Linked DNA regions of Sus scrofa: region 1 is linked to region 2. A link is a contact called in public HiChIP or PLAC-seq data. All regions are on one chromosome and are shown on one strand. The core of a region is the stretch at or near the end of the contact, and the rest is flanking DNA. Distances in the headings are between cores, read along the strand shown. Region 1 holds the start of PITPNA (phosphatidylinositol transfer protein alpha isoform). Region 2 holds the start of SLC43A2 (large neutral amino acids transporter small subunit 4).

Evidence for each region. HiChIP or PLAC-seq counts read pairs in DNA pulled down with a chosen protein or histone mark.
Region 1: a contact with region 2 is called in an H3K27ac HiChIP or PLAC-seq map of alveolar macrophages. The contact joins the promoter of PITPNA here to the promoter of SLC43A2 in region 2. A contact is called at or near these places in 5 of 5 promoter capture datasets (fetal liver, fetal skeletal muscle, liver and 1 more), 34 of 47 Hi-C or Micro-C datasets (adipose tissue, alveolar macrophages, blood and 15 more) and 2 of 2 datasets of contacts at active chromatin or transcription factors (alveolar macrophages and skeletal muscle).

Annotation. Positions count from the first base shown.
Region 1 is chr12:47,783,716-47,787,269 of Sscrofa11.1, reverse strand. PITPNA (phosphatidylinositol transfer protein alpha isoform) reads left to right here and starts at 1,883. Exons shown (of 13, transcript XR_001304419.2): 1 at 1,883-2,165.
Region 2 is chr12:47,836,870-47,840,620 of Sscrofa11.1, reverse strand. SLC43A2 (large neutral amino acids transporter small subunit 4) reads left to right here and starts at 1,494. Exons shown (of 15, transcript XM_013990000.2): 1 at 1,494-1,632; 2 at 2,522-2,743. The coding sequence starts at 2,584.

The sequences.
Region 1 (3,554 bases), core at 634-3,133, 54 kb after region 2:
TTGAGAACTCCTGGGAGAGGATTTTATAGGCAAAATTGGGGGTAAGGGCTGCAGAGTGTATGACTTCCTTCTGATTGGTTGGGTGAGGTAATGGGGCGGGGCTCCAGGAATCTTGTCTTCTGCCTGTAGTTACCACCTTCCACCTGTGTGGGGGCCCTGTTCCAGCAGCAGAACTCAAAGGTGTTTTTATGTATATTCCTTGAGGAGGAACCAGAACACTGCCCCAAGACTGCACTATGGTTTCTTGCTGCTCCTCCCTTGTCTCTGTAACCCCTCCCTTCCCAGATGAGGGAATTCAAATTCAGTTGTTTGAACCCACTCTTTGGAACTCAGGGAAGGTCAAGGAGGCTGAAGCCTATTCCCCACAAGCAAGAAAGGCCCCACAGGGTCCTGCTCCGTCTCAGAGTTATTTTCTTTCCTGGCCTAGGTCTGTCTGCCCTGTGTTCTCTTGAAGTCAGTGCTGTCCCCCCCAGCTCCCAGGCCAGAGACCTGGGTGGGTTTGCCTCTCTTTTCTCACTCTCACTCTCTCAGCTAATTCGTCAACAGGTCTAGTTGATTTTACCTCCTGAGTTGCTCCTGAATCCATCTCTCCTTCCTTTTTTTCCCCCAGAGCCAAACCTGCGGCATATGGAAGTTCCCAGGCTAGGGGTCGACAGAGCTGCAGCTGCCAGCCAATGCCACAGCCACAGCCACTTGGGATCCAAGACTCTGTGAACTACAACACCGCTCACAGCAACACTGGATCCTTAACCCACTGGGCGAGGCCTGGGATGGAACCCGCATCCTCATGGATACTAGTCGGGTTCATTACCACTGAGCCACAGTGGGAACTCCCATCTCTTCTTTTCCCCCCTTTCCCACCACTATCAGAGCCCACCTCTACCTGGACTTAGGCAGAGGCCTCCCTACTGGTCTCCCTGCCTCTGCTCTGATTCCCTAGGTCCCCTTTTCATCCAGCTGTCAGAGTGAGCCTGACAGCAAACTTGCTTAAAAGCCATAAATGCCCAACCCTGCCCTTAGGATGGACTCCAAACACCTTTTCACTGGCCAGGAACCGCATACTTTGGGTCCAACCCGCTCCCATCTCCTACTGTGCCTCAACCCCCAAATTTGATTTTTGGCCTCAACCACAGTATGCAGAAGTTCCCTGGGCCAGGGATCGAACCCATGCCACAGCAGTGGCCAAGCAACATGCCAAACCGCTGCAGTGACAGCGCCAGATCTTTAACCCCCCTGAGCCACAAGAGAATTCTAATATAGTTTTTCTTTATTTTCAAAAAAATTTTTTTTCCCTCTTTTTATGGCCTCATCTGTGGCACATGAAAGTTCTCCAGCTGGGGTCAAATCAGAGCTACAGCTGAGGCCTACGCCACAGCAACGCCAGATCTGAGCTTCATCTGCGACCTATGCTGCAAATTTACAGTGTTGTGTTAGTTTCAGGTGTACAGCAAAGTGAAATATATATACATATATACGCTCTTTTTCAGATTCCTTTCTCTTATAGGTTATTGCAAAATACTGAGTACAGCGCTATTCAGTAAGTCTTTATTAGTTATCTGTTTTGTACACAGTAGTGTGTATATGTTAATCCCAAACTCCTAATTTATCCCTCCCAATTATTAATATTTTTTGACACAGCCTTTTCCTAGATTTCAAACCACACCACCCTGGAGGCCCATCCCTACAGGGGCATCCCATCCTGCTGCAGTCACCTCTAGGACCCTGCGGGCCCTCTCCCCTCGGCTCCGCCTACCGCCAGGGTCTTGCGCATGCCTGGGGTCCACCCCGGACGCGGATGCTCAGGCCCAGGCCCATTTAAGGACGGGAGGGGGCGGGCCGGGAAGGCTCCGCCTCCGCCCTGAGGTCAGCGCGCAGCGCTGCGTGTGACGCTCTGGTTGCCGCAGAGACGCCCCGCCCCGCGCGGCGCTGCGGAACCGGAGCTCCGGGCGGCGTCGGCAGTGGCGCGGGAGGTGGCGAGGCCAGGGCGGCAGGAGCCGGAGCGGCTACCGCAGCGAGAGCGGCGGCGACAGAGCAGACCACAACGAAGGCGCACAGGCAGCCGAGCCGGGCCACGGGGAGAGCGGCCGCCGGGAAGCGGGCAGGAGGCTGGGCGGGCAGCGGGCAGCTGCCGAGCCGCGAAGCGACATGGTGCTGCTCAAGGAGTAGTGAGTGTCCAGCCGGCGGTGCGGGAGCGAGGAGGGAGGGAGAGCCGAGGATGACGACCAGGGAGGCTGATAGTCTAGCAGAAGGGATGCAGCGGCCGGACGGGGCCCGACGGAATGGAAAGCCCTGGATAGGCTTGTTGGGCGGCACAGCAAGGGGCGAGGGGGACAGCGAGGGCCGGACAGGGCCCGAGGTGGGCCCGACGGGGATAGAGAAGGACAGACAGCACCTGAGGTGGGGTCCAAGGGGCCGTGAAGGCCAAATAGGCTTGAGGAGAGGCCGCGGGGACAATGAGGGCCGGACAGGCCTGAGATGAGGTCAAGGGGACAGGGAGAGCCGGACAGGACATGGGGGGCTGCTGAGGGGAGCGGGAGCACGGGGTAAGATGTGGGGTGGTCCTAGAGTGAAGGCTGAGAGAGGCAAGAGGCAGCCAGAGCTGCAGGAGTGGCAGAGTGTACCCAGAGAGAGGGAGGAGTTGTCTGAGCCTATGAGGAAAGGCGGACAAGGGCAGGCAGGGCCAGGGTGCCGGCCAGTGGTGGGAAAGGGTTTGGGGCTGAACAATACCAAGGGGCACTGGGAGATCAGAAAAGACAGCTTCCAGAATGGAGTTGAGATGATGGGGAAAGAGTGTTGAGGGTAACCTGGGGTATGAGGAGTGGCTGCCTTGGGCATTAGGAGGGTGGTGATCAGTAGACACAGGAAGACGACTGGGGCTGAGTGACAGGGGAAGAGTCTAAGGAGTTAGCAGAGGGGACTGGTTGCCTGACATGATGCCCAGGTGGTGGGCACAGAGGCGGAAGTATTTGGAGTTGGCGGCGCAGGCGGGGAGGGGAGCTTAGGATGTTTGCTTGGAACTTGGAGACGCTTGGGTGAGGAGTCCCGGACATAATGGCCAGGGATAGGGGACAGGGCCAACATGGCCCTGGGGGATTCTCAGTCTTGGTGCAAAGAGATGGGGAAACTGTTTTGAGGAATTATTTTCATAAAGCCATTGACTGAGGAAAGACAGTGAGAGTGAAGGAGTTTCTGAGGAGTGATGCAGAGGCGGGGGGGTTAGCGAGTGACTTCTGGTCAGAGTTTCAGGGAGATGAGCTCGCTCCTGAAATCCAGCGCACTGGGTGACAGGTGGGGATGTTTGTGTGGCTAAATCAAATACGAGGTGACCCATTCCTGAAGCTCCTGGTTCCAAGTAGTCATCTAAGGACTTTTTTCTTCAAAGAGGAGAGATTGGCAGGGTGGGGTGGGGAGGTAGAGCGAGGGATTGGATGTGTACTTTTATTTATTTGTTTACGTATTTTTTTGTGTGTGTCTTTTTTGTATTTTCTTGGGCTGCACCCGCAGCATATGGAGGTTCCCAGGCTAGGGGTCGAATCAGAGCTGTAGCCGCCGGC
Region 2 (3,751 bases), core at 245-2,744:
AACTATTTTAGAGAGGTGTTTGAAATGTTATAGAAATGTGTATGGAACAACTGCCTGGAGACAGCCCTCAAGCAGGTGGCTCTAGGATGGAGGGAGGGGAAGACTGAAGTCTGTCAAGTGACAGCTGCAACCCTCTGAGGCGATGCAGCTCTTCAGGGTGTCGTAACAGGATAGTTGACTAACCAGGAACCCCCAAGCCCACAATGCCAGGTGTGCTTTGAGCAAGGTTGCCAGCGGTAGGTTCAGGGCAGCAGGGGGCGCCCTCGGTCTCGGGGATGTGAAGCAGGATGCTGCTGGGGCTGCCACAGCCCTGGTGTGATAAGCCAGGCTCCCGGAGCTTGCCAAGAAGACCCGAATCTGAGAACCCAAATATGAATCTAAGAGCCGAATCGGGGACACCAACGGCCCACGGAGGTCGGGCCAGTGCCTGAAATGGGGGAGAACCTCCAAATGCAGCTGAACCTCCAGAGCCCAGGCTCCCCCTCTCTTGCCCTGGCTGTTCCTCGGGCATGTCCAGGTCTCTGATCAGACCGGGAACCTGGAACCCTCCCGACCCTACGTGCTCTCCCAGAGTCCTGACTTGTGTTGGCAGCTTGGCATTGCCCACCCCGAAACCCTGCAGAAAGGGCCCTAACCTGAAGATGTCAGGGAACAGGGCGTAAGGGGATGGAGGTGGCGCAGGGCAGTGGGAATGGAGTGGGCAACTCGGGCAGGGAGCACCAAGATGACTGTTCTGGTGGGAGCCCCCGAGGGGACCAAGGAGAACGAAAAATGGGGTGGTGGGGGGAGTGGTCAGAGTCTGGATGGGGTACCTGAGGAAATAGTAACTTAGGAGGCAGACAAGCCCCCAACTCCCACTTGGGGATCCCTGAGGGATCGGGCAGATGGCACCCATAAGGGGGGTCGGTGAATTAGGAGAGAGTCACTCCATGCTTGCACAGATGTCCGGGGATGTGGGATGTGCAGACAGAACCTAGATGGGAGTTGCCGGCAGCAAGAAAGCAAAAAATCAGGACACAAAGCCCAAAGCAGCTAGGAAAGCAGCGGTGCATGGGAAGGAGGCAGTGGAGATGGCGAGAGTGGAAGGACCGAAGTGGAGCCAGAGCATCCGCGTGGTGCCCAAGGCAGCGGGGAAACTGGGGACGACGCAGCCGGCCAGAGCAGAGCAGAGCGCGGGAGCCAGGCTGAATGCTGGAGCCCAAAGTAGTGCGCGAGGGGGACCAGCGTGCAACTGGGGAAGTCCGGGGGCGCCGAAACGCGGAGCAGGGGACCCAATCGAGAGACAGAGCTTCGGGGTGAGCCTCTGGAGGGGCGATGAGGCAATGGCGTTGGGGGTTCCCGGACGGGCGGTGACTACTCTCTAAGGCAGCCGAGCAAAAACTCGGGCCGACGCTGCCCCCCGGCACCCCCCCGCCCCCAGCTCTCTTGTTTGTCTCCTAGTCCGGCCGGAACCGGCTTCTGCTCGCGGCGGGGCGGGCGGGTGGGTGCTGATTGGTTAACGCCTGTTTCCAGCCCCACTCAGCCAATCAGCGCGCGGCAGTGTTTTCATCTTAGGGTCAGAATAAAAGGGCTGGAATAAAAGGGGGGCAGAAAAGGCGCCGGCCGGGCCCGATACACACCAGTAGGAGCTGGGTGAGCTGGGTGAGCTGGATTCTGGGGACCTGGGCTCCGGGCGAGGTAGCTGGCGGGTAGAAGGCTCAAGAGTAAGGGGGTAGGGAGAAGACGTGTGCATATGAAAGGAGAGACACTGAATGGATGAGGAGCCAGCAGGAAAGAGATGACGAATCGAGACGGGAGCAGGGGGATGGAGAGATGGGATCCCACTTCCTTAGAACGAACTAATTGCCAAGGAAACGGCCCAGGCCAGGGGTCGCGCGGGTGGCTCGCGCCGCCGGTTTGAACCGGCTTCGCCTCTCCCATGCGGGGTTCGCGTGGCCGCAGCGCCTAGCGACCTAGACAACAGCCAATGGCAATGCAGTTCCTGTGCCGACAGGCCAATGAGCGGGCCGTGGGCGGGCCGTTTCGGAGCTGTGTGCGCGGATTTTGTGGTTAAGGGAGCAGGGTCTGGGAAAGGGTCTCCTGTGCGGGCGGGCGCCGGTGAGGGTCCCAGGGAGTGGCAGCCCGCAGGTATGCCCTTTCCCAAGTATTCGGACCTCTAACTGCCTCCCCTGTCAGCCCCCAACCTGTGTCAATCCTGATGGGAGCCAGGGCCAATTCCATGTCCCTAAGCAGACGTTAGTCCCTTCTAGTTTCCATGCCTCAGTTTCCCTCCGATTGAGCCGCGGAGGAAATCTCCCTGCTTGGTCCGAGCAGGTCTCCCGGAACTGCGGGCCGGCGGAAAAGCCAGCGGCGGAGAGGGTGGCCCAGAGGACACCAGGGGGACAGGGCTGGGGTTTCATTCGCTGCGCGCTCTTGCCTCCTGGGCGCAGAGGGGTGACAAGCTCCGCGCGCTGCGGCAGCGGCCCGGGTTGGCAGCCTCTGGTCGGCCGAGCCGAGCGCTGACGGCTAAATCTCTGCGCAGGTGCCTGCAGAGCCGGAGCCCGAGCCCGAGCCCGAGCCGCAGCCGGGCCGCCGCGCCGAGCCATGGCGCCCACCCTGGCCACAGCCCATCGGCGCCGCTGGTGGATGGCCTGCACCGCCGTGTTGGAAAACCTCCTCTTCTCGGCAGTCCTCCTGGGCTGGGGTTCGCTGCTGATCATGCTCAAGTCGGAGGGCTTTTACTCCTACCTGTGTTCTGAGCCAGGTAAGACGGGCGCACGGGCTCGCGGGCTCGCGGTGGGTCCCGGAGTGGGGGCTTCGGGTGACGGCGGATTGGCGGTGTAGATCTAGCCAGCGAGACCACCTCACTGCGCAGCACCTCCTAGTTCGCAAAAGGCCCATTTGATCCTAACTCAGCACTGCTGGGTACATAGATAGCGCTATCCCTTTTTGAAGGAACTCAGGCTCAGGCTTGCCTGAGGCCACACAGCTGGGGCCTGTGATAGTTCCAGAATCCCCGAGTCCAGGGTGTTCTTTCCATCACCTGAGAACATGACGAGGCTCCTCTCCTCCCAGGGCCTGGCACACCGCTGGCCTTGCAGTAAACATGTTGCTCTCGGACTGTAAGAAAGAGGAACTCCTGACTCAGTGGCTGGGGTGCAGCAAGAGAGAGGAAGTGGCTTGGCCTCCACCCCAGGGAAGGTTCATCTAGAATCTAGATGTTTTTCAGTCGGGCCATTATGGAGTCTCTTAAGGGCTTGTCAGATACAATTTCTTGTCTATTTTTGCTGCTTTACGATTTTCCAAAGGACATTTCCTCCCACAGGCTGTGAGAACGTCTCAGTGGCCTTCTCCCTCCGTGGGGGGGGAGGGGAAGGGGGGGTATTTATGGAAATGACACTAAGCCTGTCCTCACCCTTTGCCACATGTGGGCGTTGTTGAATGAAGGCTGGGGATGCTTGTCTACCGGAAATCTAAACCCCACCCCTACCTTCACGCCCCTGACCTTGTTTAAAGATCCTGGTTGCTGAAGGTCAGTGGATTCACCCTAACTGTGGGATCCAAGTGGCTCCCAATCTCGACCCTTCTAACCCCTCTTCCTAGGCAACCTTGATAGGACATGTTGCCCTCTGCCCCCTCACTGCCCCCCAACAGTGGCTCCCTAATGGTTGAGCTCAGTAATGTCTCTCTGCCCAGGACCTTTTTCAGCCAGCCCCTGCCCAAGTCCCCTTCGTTGGAGACAGCCCAGGCCTGACCCCCTGAATGGCCCCAC